Regions from separate parts of the Rattus norvegicus genome. Here region 2 is linked to region 1. Evidence: chromatin contacts called from public Hi-C data. All regions are on one chromosome and are shown on one strand. The core of a region is the stretch at or near the end of the contact, and the rest is flanking DNA. Distances in the headings are between cores, read along the strand shown.

What was found. A called contact is a pair of places that touch in the nucleus more often than the background predicts.
Region 2: a Hi-C map of Schwann cells shows a contact between it and region 1, with 6 times the contacts expected there. The contact joins two enhancer-like sites. A contact is called at or near these places in 3 of 12 Hi-C or Micro-C datasets (the Rat2 cell line, Schwann cells and mammary epithelial cells).

Annotation. Positions count from the first base shown.
Region 1 is chr1:25,024,271-25,029,652 of GRCr8, reverse strand. No RefSeq gene overlaps it. Among named protein-coding and RNA genes, the nearest start is that of 1700020N01Rikl, 190 kb to the left of the region's middle. Within about 2 kb of position 3,187, at least 49 of the 93 cell types and tissues checked have an H3K27ac peak or open chromatin away from gene starts, as enhancers often do. A contact at or near this core is called in Schwann cells, where this site is marked.
Region 2 is chr1:25,202,685-25,208,066 of GRCr8, reverse strand. All of the region lies in intron 2 of 1700020N01Rikl (RIKEN cDNA 1700020N01 gene like), which reads left to right. Among named protein-coding and RNA genes, the nearest start is that of 1700020N01Rikl, 9.1 kb to the left of the region's middle. Within about 2 kb of position 2,311, at least 31 of the 93 cell types and tissues checked have an H3K27ac peak or open chromatin away from gene starts, as enhancers often do. A contact at or near this core is called in Schwann cells, where this site is marked.

The DNA.
Region 1 (5,382 bases), core at 1,938-4,437:
CTGTGACGAAGTGTTTAGCAGTGGCTGCTTGTGTTTCTGTGTGGTGTTTACAGCACTTGAAGACTGAGTCGCCTTGGGATGGAACTGTACTGAATTCCAAGCATAATTGAGAAATGAGTTCAAAATCGTAGGTGAAGACCTGGTTTTGATTCAACCAGTAAAAACAATAAGGAGCAAAATGAAGAGGTGGAAAGTTATGGCAGGGAAAAAAATAGGTTTTCTGAAAAAAAAAAGAGTCACCCTTTTATTGACATGATAGGACAGATTTATTAACCACTGTTAAATAAAATCAGATCTTAAAAACACATTTATAGTATACCATTCTAACAATTTTGTTTTTTAAGATTTTATTGTCATTATTTTAGTTATGAATATATGTATGTCTTGAGCGTGGGTTATGCAATGCCCACAGAGGCCTGGCTGAATCTGTTGGGTCTCTTCTCCGTTGTTATGAGATAGGAGAAATACATATCTGCATTGCCTCGTTTTCTTCTTTTCTGGATACTTCAGTTTGGGGGCAGTGTAGCTTGAAAGCACGTAAGAGACTTCGGAGTATCATCACCACACAATATCTGTCTGTCAATCATCATGTGAGGTACTGTGAGGGCTGCAATGACCTGTGCCCACCAGGACTTGGAATTGCAATATCAGAGCAGCAAAATGCACAAAAACCAGTTATCGACAAATAAGTGCGTCCTAGACACATCCACACTTAAATGACAGGTAATGTAAGCAATACAGAGGCAAAGTCCCACCTCCTGCGCCCCGCGCCCCGCCCCGCCCCCATTCTCAGATCCAAGTTGTTTCCTGTCTCCAGGGAGACAAACTGAGCTGTCCATGCAACTGTACTAAAAGAGATCTGTGTCTGACTCTATAGAAGGTAGGAACCTCTTCTTGAGAAGTAAATCTTCCCTTCAGACATCTGTCAGTTTGCCCTACTATAGATTAAAGGAAATTTTCAGGAAACAAGAGGCTCGAAGCCCCATGGAAACTTATTGGGAGACACCAGTAACAGCCACGTCACAACAGCGGCTTCGATGTGTTAGCCTGGGGGTACAGAGCATCATGGGAGTGCAACGTGGGTACAGGTTGACCCTTCTTAATCTAAAATGTGCCAGAAGCTAGGAGTTTTTGAGCACTGGAATGACTCTACACCTGACTTCACCTGACAGGCTGCAATCTAAACACAAGTGCACTGAAAATGGTAGTTAATATTACCTTCAGGCTATGTGTATGTAGAAGGCGTACACAGATACAGGACTACAGGTGAATTTCATGTCTAGAGGCATGTCCTATCGCCGAGAGATGTCGTGTACATTTGCAGATAAATATGAAACATTCATGGTATGATTTTGGATACCAGCTACTCAACCTGAATTACCGTGGAGGTCCCTTGCAAGCCTGGGAGAGACGTGTTATACCTACTTCATGGAGGAGAAGAGCAGGAGTAGAAGCATTAAACTATGCTTAAGAAGGATCTGAATCCAAGCCTATTCAACTACAAAGGCCATCACGTTTTATCACGTAACCATAAGTGAGCCGACTGTGTTGTTTCTCAAGGAGCTTTTATTTTATGCTCTTGATGAGCAGAGGAGGAAGGGAGGGGAGGGAATGTTTGTGAGGATTAGGAAAGGTTTTCCAGGACCTAGTCACCATTCCATTCATTCGTCAACACAAGCCTGTACTGAGTGCCAAACCCTCATGTTCCCTTGATACATGAGACACGAGGGGGAAGGATGCACCGCACTGCCCCCAGGAGCCCTCCGTCTCTTGGGAAAGACAGTCCAGTGTGACAAATAAGGAAGGAAACAGGAAGCCCAGACAGGCACGAAGGGAGCGGCGACCTATATGGAATACCAATACCACGGTTACTACTTAACCTTGTGGCTCTCTCAAGAAAGTGATCTGCAAGCCCAACATGAAAACAGAGAGAAGCCGACTGGACACGGAGTAGAGGGCAGAGCAGACTGAAGGAGGAAACCAACCAGACGCCTTGCTGGCCAAGGGCTGATGGCATCACTAACCAGCCAGACCAGAGGCCGAAGGCTAGGCAGCCTGGAACAGGCATCTTTAGACAACCCCGCCTCACTGATGCTTCTTAATTGGGAAAGGGGACCTGGTGCTACTTTTCAGGGGCTTCCTCCCTCCACCAGGAAGCAATTCTGTCTCCATAGTCAGTGTTCCTCCCTCTTCCATAAAAAAGGAGTGCTTACACAATGCCTTTGTCCTTCCTGAAGAACTTAGCCTGCATCTCTGTGTATTCGTTCAGCCATGCTCACACAAGTCTTTGCAATGCGGCCCCGCTGAGATGTAGACCTCAGTGTACTTACTGGCCGTGAGCGTGAGCCGGGGTGAGGCGTTAACTACTACTCTGTGCCTCAGGTGTTTCCTGCTCTCAGATTTCTGAAGAAATTCAGTCCACGTCGTGGGCGAGGGGAGAAAAAAGGGAAAGGGAAAAGAGAGAGAATGAGTCTAGAAAAACTGTATGTAGCAACTTACAATGTTCGTTATTAGCTGGATGTGGAATCGAGTGCCTATACTTCCCAGCACTGGGGGGGCGGGGGTGGGGGGGGAGCTCTAAGGGCAGCCTGGACTGCGCAGTGAAAGAACCAAAAGAACCAAAATCAACACCAATGAAAGGTCCATTACTGTTACCACATTGTTATTGTTTCCACTTAGTGACCCTAGGCAGTGGCTTTTTAAGACAAATCAATATGCAGGTAAACAAGAGTAGACAGCAGCAGGAACTGCCCTAGGCAGTGAGGACAAAGTTATACATCCAGGTAAATCAAACATGTCTCCAGCTACAGGCTGGTGGAGACGTGGGCTACTCCCCACTTGCTCCTAATCAGTGTGACAAATGCATAAAAAGGAAGAGACGGAGCTACACCGAGTCTCCTACAGAAGGAGGGGAGACAGAAGCAAAGAAAGCTGTGCAGGTACCGACGTGTACAGTGGGAGGTGAGAGGGCTGACGGAGTTAAAGCAAGCTTGGCTATGATAGAGGAGGAGGTAGGGTGGGGGTGGGGTGGGGGTGTCAAGGCACCAGGTATCCTAAACCAGGCACAGTCGGGATCACCCCCAAAAAGAAGGGAACTGAGGATATCTAAGCATAAGGAATGGGTGAGCATCTGAGCCTGGAGTAGCATCTACAGCAAGGGAGGAGTGGAACCGCACACAGGCTGGGCCTCAGACAGTGGCGGCTATTCAACATGACCTCAATCCAGCTGGCTGGCTCAGCCTGGGGAGGGCCTCTCTGTGCGCAACATTGTTTCTTTTAGGGAAAAGAATATTGCTTTAATTTCAAAAACGCTTCAGAGAAGAAAACGCTTGAGAAACCTGTTCCTCAAATGAATTTTTCCTACAGTATGTGAGGCTGTGTGAGCTTCTGGATTCTGAGGGTGGGAGGGGGGAGCGAAGGGGAACGGGGGAGGGGGGGAGACAACAGAAACCCAAACCCCGCCTCTAGAGGATTGTGAAGATGAAAAAGCAACTTCACTTCCTTCTGAAAAGATTGGAAGGTTAGTCAGAAAACTTGCCTCCAAATCTGCCCTATCAGGTTCAGTTCTGCACATTTTTCTCAAGTGGTGAGCGCTATCCACTCAGCACGTGCTGGCAGCGCTCCTGTGCCAAGCACCGTGGAAGTTCCTTAAGCATGTTATTTGGTTTTGACAACCCTTCCAAGTAGACATCACAATCCTCATTCAGGTGAGGACACTGAAACACAGGAGGTAGGTGGATAGTCCATCTATCGGTGGCAAACAGCTGCCACTGACACACACACAGAGACAGAGAGAGAGAGAGAGAGAGAGAGAGAGAGAGAGAGAGAGAGAGAGAGAGAGAGCCCAGAATCAGGGGTGCTCCAAAAGCAGGTCACACAACCGTTTCCCTGGATGCCTGGATGGATCAATAGACACTTAAGCCACTTAGACTCTGTCTTCTGCCTTAAAAAACAAATCTCTTAATGGAGCAGCTGGCTCAGGTAGCAGGTGCTCTAAATCTGTGCTGTTTGTCTACACTCGTCCCTTCCCCTGCACACTAGCCTTGTTCAAGTAGTGGAACAGGACAATATTTTCTGCATGCTCCTCAAGTGTATCATTTTACATGGCTGAGGAATCGTAATACCACACAGCCATAAGTCAATATTTACACTCATGAGTTGGAGGCTGATAAACTGAGCTGGAAACAGCATGAATGGCCAGCTCTGGAACGGTGGGAGGCACCAGTCAAACAGCAGCAGAGCCCATAAAAGTTCCACAGAGCTGTGAGTCAACAGGAAGAAATTTCGTACATGCCGAGGGCGACTGGGATGGCTGCGACCTCGAGAGGCTTGCCTGACTTCAGATCTTCCTTCCCGGTTTGACTACATGAATCACAAGCACACAACTAGTCATATTTATGAGCCTTCGCCCCTTCCTGGGACTCCCTTGGAAACAAACAGCAGAACCACGAACAATGTGTTTTCTAAGTCAGAACACTACCCAATTAGTCTAAGCGAAGTTGCAGTTAAGGAATTCCATCCAGCCTGACTCAGGACTTCACCCTGGTGACACCGAAACAAACAAGAGACCCTGCAGAGAGCAAGGATGATGATGACCCTGGTGAGGGGCAGATCCTATACTTGGATATTTTTCTGAACCCCCCGATGCTGAGGTGTAAAGTTCAGTAGTCAGCCTTTTAGAAGGTCTAGGGAGGTAGAGGACTTGTTTATGCATAACCATCACAAAGATGGATCATGAAAAGGTAAAAAGAAAGACTTGTACCATCCTGAACCACAGACATGGAAACTGGAAACGGCAGGGAATTCCATGCTCTGTGGCATTTTTTTTTTATATCTGCTTTCAAAAACCTCAATATCCTTCTGCCGTATACCGTAAATAGTTCGAACTGACAACAGACTCATCTTATGTGTGCACAGTCAGATAGACATATACAATATACACGAGATAATTTGTAGATGTATATGTACAAACCAACACCACTCATCAGACGTTGCCTAAGTCCTATATACACGCTAGCATGCTGGTTAGGCCTTACAACTACACACTATGGTTTGAGGTCTTCAGTCCCAGGCTACACGAGAGGCAAATGGAGGTGAGTTGCTCCAGGGCAGGCAGGAAATAGCAGGCAGGGATAGAGTCTGACTCACTGAGGGCAGCCTCTGTGAAAAACACTGCTAAATTCTCTGGGCTATGAGGGATGTCTGGCCTGTGGTTTCAGCTGCCTTTATTGCCCACATTAGACCCTTCTCCATCCTATACAACAGCACATCCATGCATAGCCTCATATGAAAGAATGCAGCATGACAGATGATTCCAGAAGCACACCTCTATCCTATGACCTTCAATATATATAACGTCCAAAGGCTACCATTCCGATCCTT
Region 2 (5,382 bases), core at 1,062-3,561, 180 kb before region 1:
GAGCTAGGATCTGCATATAAGAACAAGTTGTATTTGACTTTGAGGCCATTAAGTGATTTGGTACAATCTTAGTACTCCATTGAGAAGGGAGAAAACCTATGTCCAGTTTCTTCTTCTAGAAGTAGCCCAAGAAAAAATTTTATTTATACTTGATAGACTCATAAGGTAAGAGGGACTAACTGCAATATTTTATCTCCTAGATCATGCACACACATTGCAGGTGTACTTGGACTCCCTTCAGTATCAGTTACTTTCCTGTCTCTTTGATAAAACACCTTGACCAAGGCCACTTAAAGAGGGAAGGGTTAGTTATGGGGTTGCAGTTCCAGAGACATCACTATTAGTGTGGAGAATCATAGCAGCAGGCAGCCATAACTGGAGCAGCAGCCAGGAGCTCACATCTTGAACCACAAACAAGAACTAGAGACAGCAAACTGGGGATGGTGAGAGGCTCTTAAACCTCACAGCCCTCTGCCCCAGTGATGAACTTTCTTCTCCTTGACCACACCTCCTAAGCCTCCTCAGTCAGTCAGTCCCAATTGGGAATCAGGTATTCAAATTCTAAGATCACGAGTGACTTCTCATTTAAGCCACCAATGTCAGTGATGCTGTTTGGACAGGCTTAAGAAGTGTGGCCAAGATGGGGGATGTCTGTCCTCGGAAGCTGGCCTTAAATAATGCATCTTCCAGTTTAAAGCTTCATTGGCATAGAGATATTCTAGGTGAATTCTGCTGTGGTATTTTATAAGAGAGTCCATGTTGAATACTGAATTTTGCATACCTGCCCAGAAGCAAATCTGCTTCTGCAGCTTGTGGTCATAACAGCTAAAGCTCTGAGTGAGCAGACTCCTTACCTCAGGGCCTCTCTCTTCAGCTGCCTCTGCTCCATCTGTCCAGGCACGCTATTCCCCCCACCCCCACCTCCTCTTCAAGCCATTCCACCTCCGGTTCTTTACAAATGATCCTTTTTTTTTCCTTTTTTCTTTTTTTTCGGAGCTGGGTACCAAACCCAGGGCCTTGCGCTTGCTAGGCAAGCGCTCTACCACTGAGCAAATCCCCAACCCCCTTTACAAATGATCTTACCCATGAAGGACTCCTAGACCGTCACATGACCATTCTCTTCTCATGTGTTCTCACCTCCACATGTAGTGCTCCCTGGCTATGCTGTCATCTAATGTATAAGGTGGGTCTCATGAGTGGGCTTTATGTAGCAACATTTGCATTGTTAAAAGATAATTCAGTAATATTTTGGCTTAGTCCAATATATCTAAAATAGTATTCTCTCAAGACTTGAGTATGAAATCGCGTGCACGATAAGCTCACAGGTGCATGCATGCACATGTGTGTGCCCATTTGCAGTCACATGAATGCCAGAGGAGGACATCACATATCCTTTTGCACATCTTTCTTACTTTTTGAGACAGGGTCTCTCACTGCTTTAGCTAGCAGCAAATTCTAGGGACCTACCTGCTTCCACTCCCTAATACTGGGGGTGTAGTCATGCACAGCCATGCTGGCTTTATGTGGATGCAGTGGTCTCAAATATAGGCCTTTGTGCTTGAATGGCAGATGCTCTTCTCCATTGAACCATCCCCCTGCCTTGTTAAAGACACTATTAGGAGATACTTTGTATTCTTTTGTTTTGCACAGTAAGTCTGACCATCTCTTAAAGCAAGCACATCTCAATCTGGACTAGTGATGGGAAATCTTTAGGTTTTATTAATGTGTATAAATGTTTTGCCTGCGTGTATTATGTCCGCAGGGTATGCCCTGGTACCTGCAGAGGTCAGCAGAGTGTGTCAGATCCCTGGAACTGGAGCTGCACATTGGCGTGTCCTGAAAACCAAACCTGGATTCTCCACAAGAACAAATGTTTTTAACCACTGAACTACCTTTCCAGCCCCACTAGCAACATTTTAAATGTGCTAAGTCACATGTAGCTCATGGCTACTGCAGGAGACAGCACAGATCTGAAACCACCATCTACTCACTCTGTCCCGCTACTCCATCCCTACAGAACTTGTTAGGCTTTGGAGTTTTCCTGTCTGTGTCTTGACCAAACTCTATTATTTTCCTGCTTTCGAAATATAAAGTCCCTAAGACCGAGGGCTTCATTTTATTATGTCATGACCACCAAACTCAGTACACTGTCAATCTTAAATACTTGGCAAAAGGATTTCAGTAAGAAACCATTCGTTGTATTGTTAAACCAATGGAATTTGCATATGGTTTCTGTTTCTCAGTCTTTCCTCCCTACTGATATCTTCCAGATAGGGAGGGGAAGGCTTACACATAATACTGACTGTGCAGAGTGGCATTTCCTTTCACATTTCAGGCTTTAGCAGAAGTGGCCTGTGTTGTCTGGACCTCCCACGGCCTCCAGTGTTGATTGGACTTGAGATTGATCCGTAGGGAAAGGACTCTCTGCTCCGCCTTTGAAGGAGTCCACACTCCTCTTGCACCAAGCAAGAAGAAAAACTTCAGAGCAGCCCTCAGGGATTTTCCTATCTTTCCCCATTAAACATTACAGAGGTAACTGTCTATTGTTGTCATTTTAACCAACGGGCTGTGGTCAGTTGTAAGCCTCGCAAACTACCAGAAGGCCTGGAGTTCTGGGGATTTCCCTCCATTGCTGCTCTGGAGAGGATCCAGGTTGGCTGTCAACCTTTGTGTGACAGTGGACAATGGGCTCAGATCTGTGTGTGCTCTTTGCTTCCATTGTAAAAGGAAAGTCACAACTACAGTTTACGCCCAGGGTAGGAGTATGGAGAACAGAACTACAGAGGCCCTCATGCTCAGTCAGGTAATACGGTGGCTTGACTACCACCTAAGCTGCTGTCCAAAGTGCAGACAGAGTGTTGGAGGAAAATCCAGTATTATAAGTCGAATGGGACAAGCAAGTGGGCTTTAGAAAGAAGTCCTGCTCTTTCTATACTTAGGCTTATGGAAGTGTTTCCTGATTCATCCTGCCCTTCCTTCCCACCCCTTCTTCCCCCATTCTGTGATCTCTGAATTATACTGCAGAGCAAGCTTAGCTTGGGATTGACTGAAAACCTAATAGAAAAATGGCCACATTTAATATCGGTCTATTCAACTTCGAGCTCATCCATTCACTAAGAGATAGACCTTTGTACTCCTACTGTGTGTAAGAATTGGAGATGAGAACAGAAAGAAACCCTTGAAGGGGCTTCCATTTCAACATGTGGCACGTTCAGTGAATAACAGTTTAATCATTCAGTTAGCCATGATGAGTTCCCTGAGCCAAGTCATTGTTTGCAGTAGCAGGCTGTGTGCACTAGGGGGCAAGGAAACATTTTCCTACATTTCTTTTGGTAAACCACTGAATGGTGAAAAAAAAAAAAATAAACCCAGTGTCTGTGAGCTTTGACCTTTGACCTTCACGTTGAATGAATGAGGAATTAGCGAATGAAATCATACCATGTTTGGAGGCCATCGCCTTTCTAATCTTATTGAAGCATTACAAAACCAAACAAGCCAATCTCTTAGTGAGTTTCTAGGTATAATTTAATGTACTCTGAATTAAAGAAGCAGCATTAACCTGTCAGTGAAGTCTCAAGATGACGGTGTACAAACAGCAGCAAAACATATTTCAGGGGATTTCTCAACATCTTTAACTCTAGTCTCAGGGACTAAAAGGGGACACACAGTATAGGAAATAGGGTCCTCAGCATCCTCCAAGGCTGCTTCCCTACTAGCATGGGTAGGGAACAACCGAAGAGAGACGTTGGAATCTTAACTATGTGACTGGTAGGTCAATGCCATCTGACTTGATAAGCCATTGCTGGGAACAGAGTGAGATTTCCTCCTGCAGTTAGGTGTTACTAGGTTTTTGCTGAACTTCTGGAAGCTGTGTTTCCAACACATGATAAATAATGATACCTCTAGGGGAAACAGAAAAATAGACAAGGCTACTCATTACTGCAAATTGGTCGTGGACCGGGCGGTGTAAGCCTCACACTGATCATATTACAGCGATTGCTGCAGATGGCAGTCCTATGCCAGTCACGAGGAAAAGCAAATAATTAGCAGATGTCACCAGTGCCAATCTGTTGGTGTTCAAAAATGGAACAAGTGAATCAGCAAACTATTTAGGAAAGTAAGGCTGTGCCAGTCATTCTGTCATGAGAAGCCTTGTGTGAACAGTATGCCCTATGTGTCATTAGGGTGTTTGAGCATGACCATGAGAAAGAAAATGGAGGCCTGTGCGTCCAGCATAATGAGGAGAACCAGCTATGCTTATAAGTACCACACTGTGCAGAAGCCTTTTAACTCTCAAACAGTATGTAAAGCAAATGACTAAGGCAATGTCTCACTGTGATTATTGTCACTGTCACCATTAAAAGCAAATGACACAGTTTAAAGTGAGACACAGCTCTCCTCTCTAGATGCGCCGATGACAGACGATGAGCAGGCGTGGACATGAGAGGCACGTAATAAGATAGACATGAAGTGACTACAGGCGTGATAAAAATAAGAGCACCATTAATGGAATGGACTACAGCAGCTGTAGGACTAACACTGAGGGACACTTCCTAAGCATCATTGCCTTTACACCTCAGAGCAATCCTGTAGCATTGGGCTTCCTATCATCCTGTCTTCTAGTAGACGTAGGGGCGGAGACTGGGGAAAGTGATTCCAGATGTGAAAACACATCTGCCCTCTGTGGTGGGGCACTGTTCCTTCTGAACACTTTGTCCCTGCACATGCATCCTGCACTTCCTGTGGAATCTTTGCTGCTTGCATGGAAAACGAGCACAGCTCCTGTCTGTGTAACAACACTGTATCCTCTAGGTGGATTACTGTTACCACTTATACTATTTCTAGCAACAAGAGTAAAGGCCCTTGTGTTTATTTAAGGCCAGTTCTGCATTCCGTTATAATCCTACCAAGTCCTTACTGCCTGCTATGAACTGTGCTAGATGCCTCACGTATAGTGGCTATGTGGAGTAAATTATTCCCATTTCTCACAGGAAGAAACTGAGGCTTAAGAGAAATTGACTTTCAAATAGTAACAGATTTAGGAAGCAATTAAACAAGCCCCTGAACCTGATCTCTCTGCACCCAAAGAGCTATGTATCCCTCAGAGCCGTGCTGCTCAGGTGCTGTACTGAACACTAAGGTGCTTCATTCAGTGTGGACATCACCACCATCTTGTCTGTGGATAAGATAATTAACACTAGAAGTAGTTCTGCATCTCCCCACAGCGACCCAGACGGTGTCTGAGTCAGTGTGCAATGAAGAGATCTTTGTCATTTTTCAAATTATCTGCATGGAGCTGCCTTCCCTAGAAGCTCTCCAGCTATGGGGACTGCTGAGAACCATACTCTCGGCAAATCGATAGAGTGGATAGGCATTCCCCAG